2 separate regions of the Rattus norvegicus genome follow, and region 1 is linked to region 2. The links are chromatin contacts, called in public Hi-C maps. All regions are on one chromosome and are shown on one strand. Each heading gives the region's core, a stretch centred on a gene start, on an enhancer-like site or on the middle of the called end of the contact. The rest is flanking DNA. Distances are from core to core; before and after follow the strand shown.

Evidence for each region. A called contact is a pair of places that touch in the nucleus more often than the background predicts.
Region 1: a contact with region 2 is called in a Hi-C map of mammary epithelial cells, with 4 times the contacts expected there. The contact joins two enhancer-like sites. A contact is called at or near these places in 6 of 12 Hi-C or Micro-C datasets (the A7r5 cell line, the Rat2 cell line, Schwann cells and 3 more).

The regions. Positions count from the first base shown.
Region 1 is chr5:102,126,103-102,130,853 of GRCr8, reverse strand. No RefSeq gene overlaps it. Among named protein-coding and RNA genes, the nearest start is that of Trnah-gug10, 4.8 kb to the left of the region's middle. Within about 2 kb of position 3,058, at least 8 of the 93 cell types and tissues checked have an H3K27ac peak or open chromatin away from gene starts, as enhancers often do.
Region 2 is chr5:102,052,178-102,057,391 of GRCr8, reverse strand. All of the region lies in intron 1 of LOC100910558 (a long non-coding RNA gene), which reads right to left. Among named protein-coding and RNA genes, the nearest start is that of Nfib, 35 kb to the right of the region's middle. Within about 2 kb of position 2,516, at least 15 of the 93 cell types and tissues checked have an H3K27ac peak or open chromatin away from gene starts, as enhancers often do.

The DNA.
Region 1 (4,751 bases), core at 1,809-4,308, 73 kb before region 2:
CTTTTCAAACACCAAAGAATTGCGGGATGTCTCATTCAAATCACCACAGTTGCCTTGAGGTAAATGAAAATAATGGCGAAATGCTAAAACTACAGTGAACCTGGTCCTGACTTTGAGCCTCCATACACAATTAGAACAGTTGTCTAAATGGACAGCATTTCAAATCACCACTTCGTTGTCTTCACCGGAAGGGGGCCTTTTGGAGTCAACGATCGCCCCCTGTTCGTGAAACCTGCTTAAGTGAGCCCAGTTGTCTATCCTCGAACATGGAACAAACAAACAAAACACCCCTCCCCCCAAAAAACCTAACACACACACACACACACACACACAAATATATATATACATACATATATATATATATATATATATATATATATATATATATAGAGAGAGAGAGAGAGAGAGAGAGAGAGAGAGAGAGTAAACACTAGCACTTAGTGGGGCCACAATGGAAACATTACCCATATCCTTCTAAGATCACTTAGTGCCCTCAGGCACCATCTGGCCCCTATTGGTAGAACAACCAGACTGAGCTTCTGCTTGGAAAAAGCCTCCTCACCACAGATTTCGGAAATTTAAAAAACATGACACTGTACACTCCAAAACCAAGGGCAGCCCAAATCAGCATCCCCAGAGAGACGGCATCTGAACCCACGTTTGCAATCCCAGCTTTCGCCTCTTCATGTGGTTTCCATGACGGAACACCATGGAAATCAATGGTTGCTTTCATCAACGGCTTGTTGACGTTAGCGTTCCTTCTTGCTGTTGTGAAAATGTGTCAAGTTTTCATTCTTAAAAACAATTTTATGTCAAATTCGCTTCCAGAATAAATTAAAGCCCAAGTTATGAGAGGAAATGAATTCTTGTTTTTAATTACAATAACATGAAGACACTACCTGTTTTAACTTTATGGAAGCACTTTATAAATATAAAACAGATCCCATTATTATCTTCAAGTTTATATATCTATATTTCATCATCCAGGGACAGTTCATATTTCATTTAAAAAAAGGCAGTGTTTGCTAGTGAACAAACAGGTAATTGTGATATAGGCTTTAAAAATCACCTCTCTGAAAGGTCAGCTACAGGTCATTTCATGGAAAATGAATTTTTAACATTGACGAAATGCTTGAGACTTGAATCCATGACCATGAAGCAGTAACTTCAAAGGCTATGGTTTTTATTAATTAATGGCATTCTTTTTCTGTAGTTTTAAGATTAATGACATTCTTTACTATATTCAAGAGGCTCAACTACAATGGCAAGAGATTATTTTGTTTGATTTCAGTGAATCTGACTTTTAGAAAATGTTTTATTAGTTCTGCAATCATATTTACCACCCTCTACTCTTCCAAGAGCTAGCCTGTTTCTCTGTTCGTCCAACTATGTGCCTTTTTTGGTTTTTTTTTAACATATCAAGTTATTCTTAGATGTGTGACCTTTGCTGGAACAGTGTGGTTGTCTTATCGGGGGTTATATTCTTGGAGAACCCTGACTTGCCAATAGCTTCTTGACTAGGGGTGGGATTTCATGCCTAACTCACCTCTCTGTGCTGGCATTCAATGTGTCTTGGACTGGCCGAGGTCTTATGTGTGACGTCACAACCTCAGCAAGTCTAAATGTGCGGCTGTCCTGATGTGTCCTTGTAGCATCCACTGCCTCTGACTCCTACACTCTTTCCGGCCCTTCTTCCTCAATGATTCCTGGGCCTTGGAGAGGGACGTGTAAGATATGATAACTAGAGGGCTGAATATCCTGCACTCTCTTATTTTCTGTGTCTTTGGCCAGTAGTTGTGACCAAATATATATTCATTTGCTCTGTAACCTAGACCTTCATGTCCCTCACATTGGCCTGTCTGTGTGGTCTGTTAAAGGTTGTTCAAACAACACGATACGGTTACCTACCAGTTAAAGATCCAGAGCTGCATACCCTCACTTCATTACCGCCAGCTGTAACCAGACATTCTTCCTCTCTTGCTTTCTGCCGTACAATGGAGCAGAGCTATTTCATTGGGGCCCATGGTTGATGCCTTGCACTGAAGAGGCTTTATAGCCCTGGATGACATTTTTGTTTCTACTTCAGTCAACTTTCAGAAACAAAGAAAATCTCCATTTATTTGTCTGACCAAGTCACACTCTGAACAACCCCGAGTAAATCAGCTACTTTTCTTTTAAAAAAAATGTAGTTTCTTGTTTTCAGCCACTCTCTATTCTCCAGTTACGAAGACTATATTTTAAACTTATTTTTCCACAATGAAAGCTCACCGATCCATAGGAAATGATTTGTTAAGACAGGATCTGACGAGCTAGAGTTCACTTTTAAGGAGCAGTGCTGAAGCAAGAAGGTTGTTTCTCAGGTGCCCCGAGGATGCCCTAAGGTGTGGCGCCCCAGGAGAAGCAGTTGGCTTTGCAAAAGGCTAGCAAACTGTTGTGCTTCAATCTCAAGGATAAGGGCAATGAGAAGTAAAGCCTGGGCCACTTCTCCCTCAGCATCTCAGCCACGGGAACCATAGTCTAAAAACCCTAACAGGGCCCCCAGTTCTTCTAAGGTGGGACTGATAATTCAGTTGCTGACAGTCTGTGGGAGATTTGGGGGTGTTGGCCTCCAGGAAGGGAAATTCCAACAGAAGCAGATTCAGAAAGCACGCGTAGAGAGACCTGGGTTAGCCCCATCTCTGCTACTTCCACTGCTTGGCTTCAGACACGACCTCTTTATGGTTTGCTCATCAGCAAACAAGGAGCAGTTTTAAAGTTAGACAAGACGAAATGTAGTTGGGAAGAATGCTCCCTCTTGCCCTCCTCCCCCTCCCAAGAAACTCTGTTCTGTGTGGTTTGTGTGGACTTCCCAGACCTCAAAAGCTGACAACCCATCGACAAAAGGCTTACCCTGGACTCAGTGACTTTGATTGGTGGCAGTTCTATGACACTCTTGTCTCTGTCGTGTAACCGCATGGCAAAAGTAGGTGCTTTTTCCAAGTCCTGGGAACGCTTGCTGAGCTGGAAGGCCCTTTTCTCATTATCCAGGATAAAAGCAGACTGCCACTAGATGGCACTGCTTGTTGTGGATCAGAGACAAGGAACTCCTTTCTGTCTGGGCAGGGAGGGGCCAATTTCACACATTACATCAAGATCTAAGAACCAAACAGACCCCACCTAGGAGCTGGGGAAATTACCTCCACAGGTTGTCTTTATCCAGAGGTGATTTTAAAGGAATATATTGTGTTTGGATGTCAATGTTCAAAGGCTCCAAGGCAGAAAATACCATTTCAAAAGAAAGTGTGATTAATGAAGCCACATAAATCCCGCCGAGCCGGAGCCATGTCAGGGATCACACCACACAAATCAGACAGCTGGGAGCCCCTCTCACATTCTCCTGTTCCCATTTCTATGTCGCTGCATCCCTTGCCTCCTCTTTTCCTCTTTGTCATTTCGTGAACACACGGATCCCCAAATCCAAACCAGGAGGAATTTTGACCAGAATTTTTGGCTGCAGCTGCCTTCAAGCTTGGGTCTAGCCATTTATGCTTTCTTCTTTCCCCAGGAATTCCAAAGACAGGCAGAGGCCGTAACAACCATAGCCTCACTAACTGCCTGCCAAACCAGAGTCAAGTCTGGATCTTTCCATAGCCCAGTCTTACTCAGAGACAAGACTGCACTAAAGAATCTACCCCCAGATTTCCTTGAGACACAGTGCTTCTGTTTCTTTGGAATCCTGCACTTCTGTCAGCTGCTACACGTGTCCCGTGCTCTCCTCGGTTTTTTCCACCTGGGTGCACAGCCTTACCTTTCTCTTTCTCGAATACCAAGTTCGCACACTTGTGCGTTATTTGCTGTGCTAGGAGCACCCTCAGGGCACTAGAGAAACGTAGTCTCCTCTGTCTAGTCTGCAGTGTCTGCTTCCAATGAATCCAGTTCCTAGAGTGATGGTAACACCAAAGTTACCACGCTATCTAAAGTAAGGAGCATGGTGCTGTCTAGTTGCTAAACATTTGAGCTCCCAGGCAGACACCTCTATTTAAACTACAAGCTGGGCACCCATCACAGGCAGATAATTTGGTCTCTTCTTGTGTCTCTTTGTCCACGTACACCATGTAACTGACAAATACACCCTACAGAGGGGACGGGTAGACAGCCCGAGCTAATAGAACAACAGCACAGAGGACAGTGTGGAGGCAAATTCTCACCTTGGTTGTTATTACCCTCATTACTAGAACTTGGATTTTAGGTTTTGAAATTATTGTGTGTGTGAATGGTGTATTCCTGGGCACTCACACCATGGCGTGGCTATGGAAGTCAGACAAGCATTTTGTGGAGTCAGTTCTCTCTTTCCACCTTTATGTGGGTTCCAGGGGTCAAACCAAGTTGTCAGGCTTGCTCAGCAAGCACCCATAGCTGTTGACCTTCTCGACGGCTTATAATTATTATAATTATCACCATTACAATATGCTAGGCACAATGGCAAGTAAAGAGGCTAGACGACTGGATGAAATAGGTAACATCTTTGCCCTAACGAAAGAAACAAAATTCATATGGCACAATTCAGTAAAAGAGTGTGAAAAAAACAAAGCAGGTCACAAGAATGATAAAGATATGCACAACCACTTAACCCCAGTTGGGAGCCTAGAGCAATCTTCCTTTTATTACCAAGAGCCCAAAAGACTGAGAAACAGTCTTTACAGAGATAACTACTGGATAACACGTGCTCTGGCTCTTGGGTGACGAGCACAGGAAGGAAAGAGACTTGGTCC
Region 2 (5,214 bases), core at 1,267-3,766:
CTCTTTCCCAGTGGTTATCAGGGATGGAAAATCTTAATGCAGTTAGAACAAAAAATTCAGTGCAATATCCCAAGGTCACTGTAGCCCCTAGCCATGTTTGATTTGGGCTCCCATAATCTTAATACACACATCACTTATATTTCATATCATTTGTCACTAGACTAGTTCCATAATGTCCAGAGGCCTAGTCACATATGAAAAGGCAAGACCCCTGTTGGGAATTAAGAATTTGAAGATGGAGAGAGCAGGACATCAAGACAAACATGGACCACTCACTTCTAAGTAACGGATCTTGTGGGATTGCTCATGTCGCACACCCGTAAAGCCAGTCCTCCTCCCAAAATTCAAAAATAAAAGACTCTCACACTGGAAAATGTGTTGACATGGGATCTGTATCTCCACGGCTGCACATAATTGGCTCCTGCCAAAGAGTAGCTTGCATTAGTTTGATGGGACCGCCATAATCAAATGCCACAAAATCTAGTGGTTCAAACAAAGGCAATCTATCACCTCACAGTCTGAGTCTCAAGTCTGAGACCAGGGTTATCAGCAGGGTTGGTTTCTTCTGAGGATCTTTCCTTGGTTCATATCTGGTCCCTTGTCCTTGTGTTTTTATATGGTCTAGCTCTGTACATGTCTCTGTCAACATCTTATCCGGTCCACGTTGGTCACCTTAGATTAATTAAGGCTTACGTCACTGAGACATAATTGTGTTTCTAAAGAACCTGTCTCCTGGGGCTGATGACTCAGCAGGTAAAGGTGCTCGCTGCCAAGCACCTCGATGGATCCTCGAAATACGATCCCTGGAACCCAAAAAGTGGAAGCCAACTCTAGTACATAAACACAATAAATAAACAAGTAATAAATGGATATTGTTTTTTAAACAATGAACCTATCTCTGAATGCAACCACGTTCTGAGGTCCGAGGGATTAGAACTGTAACATAGGAATTTTGGAATCATGCACTTTAGCCCGTAACAGAGTTGTTTCCTTCAATGGGGGTCATGGTGCTCCCAACCACTGCATTAGCCATCTGGTAAACCCTTCTTACTCAGGGTCTTCCCCTTTGTGAGGCAGGAGTCAGTTATCACAGGGCATCTCATCTGTGTGCTGCCCTTCCAGGCTCACCTCTCTCAGAGGGAGACCAGCTCCTCCAGACACTGTCATTTGGGACAACGGCTGCATACGTTTGCCACAGCTACAGCACTAAAGTAGCTGCTCAAATATTCTTTCTGGGGCACTCATGAGATCCCTAGTAGTGATGCTAGTAAGAAACTGTGCCCATTGCACAGAGATAACAGTGGAGCAGCAGTGCAGAGGGAAGAAGCTGCCCGAGGCATAACCGACTGCTCACGTTAGAGACAAGACATACAGGTTTGAGGAGTGGAAAACTCTCAGTGGCGCCATAATTCTTCCCCGGGGCTGATCACCTGACTAGATGAGGAATGGCTGTAAATTTCGATGGCAATTCAGTCTGGTCTTCATACCTATTTGCAGAAAAATGTTAGCCAGATTATAGCTGAAAACCCTGCTAATTCTGGGGAAGTTTTTGGTCTAGTGCCTGGAACAATTAAAGCATGTATTCACACCTACCACACGAGACACTGAGCAGAATTTCCAGCACAACACTTAGTACTTTATTTTTAAAAGAAATAGCAGCGACTGAGCTGTGCTCACTCTCCAGCTTCCTAGCTGGGTTTTTACTTGAGACTGGAGGGTGAGGGGCTTCTGTGCTGAAAAGAGATACATTTTGCACTTTTAAAAATCTTCGCTCAGAATCAGGAAACTTTGGATGCTGAAATGGGCCTGCACCTGCAAAGAAATTAACAAATCCCTTTTGCAAGGCTCTGAGAAAAGATGGCTCAGTGTACCACTTATTCAACACTGGAGCTTAAGGGAGCCCTTAAAACATCCTATTCAAAACTATCTGCTTTTAAGAGGAGGAACAAGGGGTTGTGAAGTTTCAAACGACTCCCCTCAAACCAGAACATCACCCACAATGCAGAGTTGTTTGCAGACTGCTGCACTCCCCCCAAAACAGGGTCGCTTTTAAGCGGTCTTTGTCCCGCTAGACTAAATTTTATGCAAAGAAAACCAAATAAAACAAAGTAGCCGGCGGTACACACAGCTCTCTCTAGAGCAGAGGGTATCTACTTAGACTACAGAATTGAGAAAGTAAGGGCGAATTCTACTCAATGTGCTTAGCAAACAGAAGAAACTTTTCTGTGGTTCCTTTAGGAAGCTCCTGGCTGCTGGTCTCCACACAGCTCTCTGGAATCTGATCTGAGTCCAACACCAGGGGGCGCAGTAGCCTTTGTCCTGGTGTCCTTCAGAGCCTCTAGACAAGCTCTGAAGCCTTGCTGAGCTTAAGAAACTTGATTTTTCTCTACTCACAGTTTCTTCTTGGAACGGGCTTACTCCCCAGGCCCCGTCATCTCTTTTCCTTTCTTCCTAGAGGCCAGACAGTCTTGTGTGCATGCTGCAGGCATTAGCAGGAAGGGTTAGCGGCCCCTTCCCATGGCTGTGCCCCTGCTAAGCCAAGGAGACCCTGCCAGTGGACTTTCATTTCTCCTCATCAGTCCCCTAAAGAAAGTTGCAAAACGAAATCGTTGTTGTTTTCTTCTTTTTAAATCAAGACAAAGTGAGCATCACGTGAGAAAAGGCACAAAGCCACCCTTCCTATTCACAAAAGAAATGTAATAAATTAAATAATTGCACTTTGGAAGCTGTTAGCCTCGTACAGGTGTGTGCTCCCAAAAGTCTATGACTAGCTTTTGGTAGTAAATACTTACCAAAGGAGCAGGCCGAAGCATCTTTCAGGGCACACCACTGCTACTCTTGGTCACCCTCCTCCATACAGTGTACCTGTATCTCTCTGTGTCCTAATCAACCAGTCTTCAGGAGGAAGAAATCTACTTCGCACATGCTACAGTCTTCCCATGTGAAAGGCCCAGCACTCCTGTTCCCACTGATCAATGAGCATCCCCTTTCACCTTGTAGCCATCAATCCCCAAAAGCATAGCCTTTTGCAAAGTCCCCAGATTTGCTGGGTGTGGTGGCTCAACCTTTAACTTCAGCACTCAGGAGGTGGAGACACGCAGATCTCTGAATCTGAGACCAGTCTGGGCAAAATAGCCAGTTCTAAGAGAGACACCTCCCCTTCCTTTCAAGAAAAAAAAAAAAAAACCCTAATTCTCCATTGTTCTAACTGCATAGAGGGTCCTAAAGACATCTTTGAAAAGTAGCAATTACATTTATAGAGCGAGAATTTAAATTTACATAGTTTCCTTGTCTCTCATTGAAATCTCCCAACAAGTCTAAGGGATCATCAGGGAAATCCACAGCTTAACAGGTATTCCCCAGCTCTGGCCTACCACAGGGTGGAGGCAGCCTCAGGGCCTTGGTCATGAGGCTTGGAGGAGAACAGTTTATACAATTACACCAAGGCCAAGGAAGAATACAGTCACTACAGATAATTATTAATACGGTCTCAGCTTCTGAAAATACGCAGCAATGTTGGCTCTTAAAAAGGAGAAATAGAAAAGAAGGAAAGGAAAATGATATCGACTCTCTCATCTTGTATTTTTTTTTTTATATCAATGTTTCACTCACACGGTTCACCTTCGCTTTATTAGCTCACAGAGAGCAATGGGATGGGATGCAGGTAGCCACATTTTGTTAGCTTGAGAGCCTTCCTTTTCCCACTCATAAAACGATACTAACATTTGTCAGGTACATACTCGGCCATGAAAATGAAAGCTATAAATGGTATTTTGGGAGAAAGAGTGAAGTGGAAGGCTTTCACTTTCAGTTTATCTTCTTTTACATTACTTGAGGAATTTTGATTTATGCCTGTCTTCCTATTGTGTCATTTACATTTTGTTGGGGGCTAATGAGACTCGTCAGAGCTGCTAAGGAGATGACTTACATACACGTCTGGGTGGCACGTGCTCTGCCACACGGTTGACACTCACTGAACAGTAGCTCATTGTCAACTTTTGCACCTCCCTCAAACTGAGCAAATGGACTCCGAACTTAAGATGTCCGGAGGCCGCTCCAGCCTCTGCTCTCAGCTCTTCCTGCATCCTTTGGTCAAAAACTTTCCCTGGGCCTCGATTTCTTCAAAATGACAATACAGAGCCAAGTTGACTTGGAAAGCAGTGGGAAAGCCAAGACAATCTATCTGCTCATCACCTAAACCCTCCTGAGATGCCCTCTACAGTTTGGTCACACTCTGTGGGAGGATGTCTCTCAAGCTTGGGCTTAGCACACAGGATGCTTCTTAGGAGAAAGGGCCATGCAGGCCGAGGGTCCATCAGAGACTGCTGGGCAATCTGCAGGTCAAGTACAGAGAGTTAGGAACAGATGACTGTGAGCCCTGGATGAGGTCATCATCTTTGAGGGGAGGTGGGAAAGGGCTTCAGATGTTTCATGGGGTACAGCTGTCAATACAACCATCTCCAGAATAGAGGATGCCTTCAGTGGAACAGGAGGGGCATAACTGAAGGTTGGGTCATCCAGGGAAAAGTGGCAGCCAGCACCTCAATTACCTAGGATGAGTTCTGTCTTAGGGTCCAGGACTGAACCCAGACCTTCCCTAATCAAGCCCCACTCCACCCCCTTCAGCTTTGAACAAAACAAAAGGAGCACAGCCAAATGCCTCTCAAACGCCTTCTAATGGTTCCCTGTATCTGAACAAGCACAGAGGCTATCGGTGAGGCATAGAAGTCAAGGATAAGCCAGACTCTTACCTTGCTTCCCTTTAACAACTGGCCTTCAGGGACCCATCTGCATGTACACTGTACATGGTTTACATTCCCCACTCCGCTTTAAAAAGGAGAGTTTCTAGGTGTCTCCTTTCTCTGCCTTTGGGCTTTGGGGGGTTGGGTACGGAGGCAGGTAACCTGGCCCTTGAAGGTTGCTGGTTTTCTTTTTGCCTGCCCGGGTCTGTCTCTTTCCTATTTAAAGCAGCACCGCCTGTCACGGCAGCTTGGTGCCAATATTTGTGGGCAGATTTTCTGACATTGTAAGGGGAGGGGGTGTTCAGAGCAGATGGGAAGCCCTTTCCCAAGGCCATTGGGCAGAGTAGAAATCAGTTTCACCCACACCCAAAAAGGAAGGCTTAATCCCCAGTGGCAGTCAGCACCCAAAACCACAACCAATGTCTCTCTCTCTCTCTCTCTCTCTCTCTCTCTCTCTCTCTCTCTCTCTCTC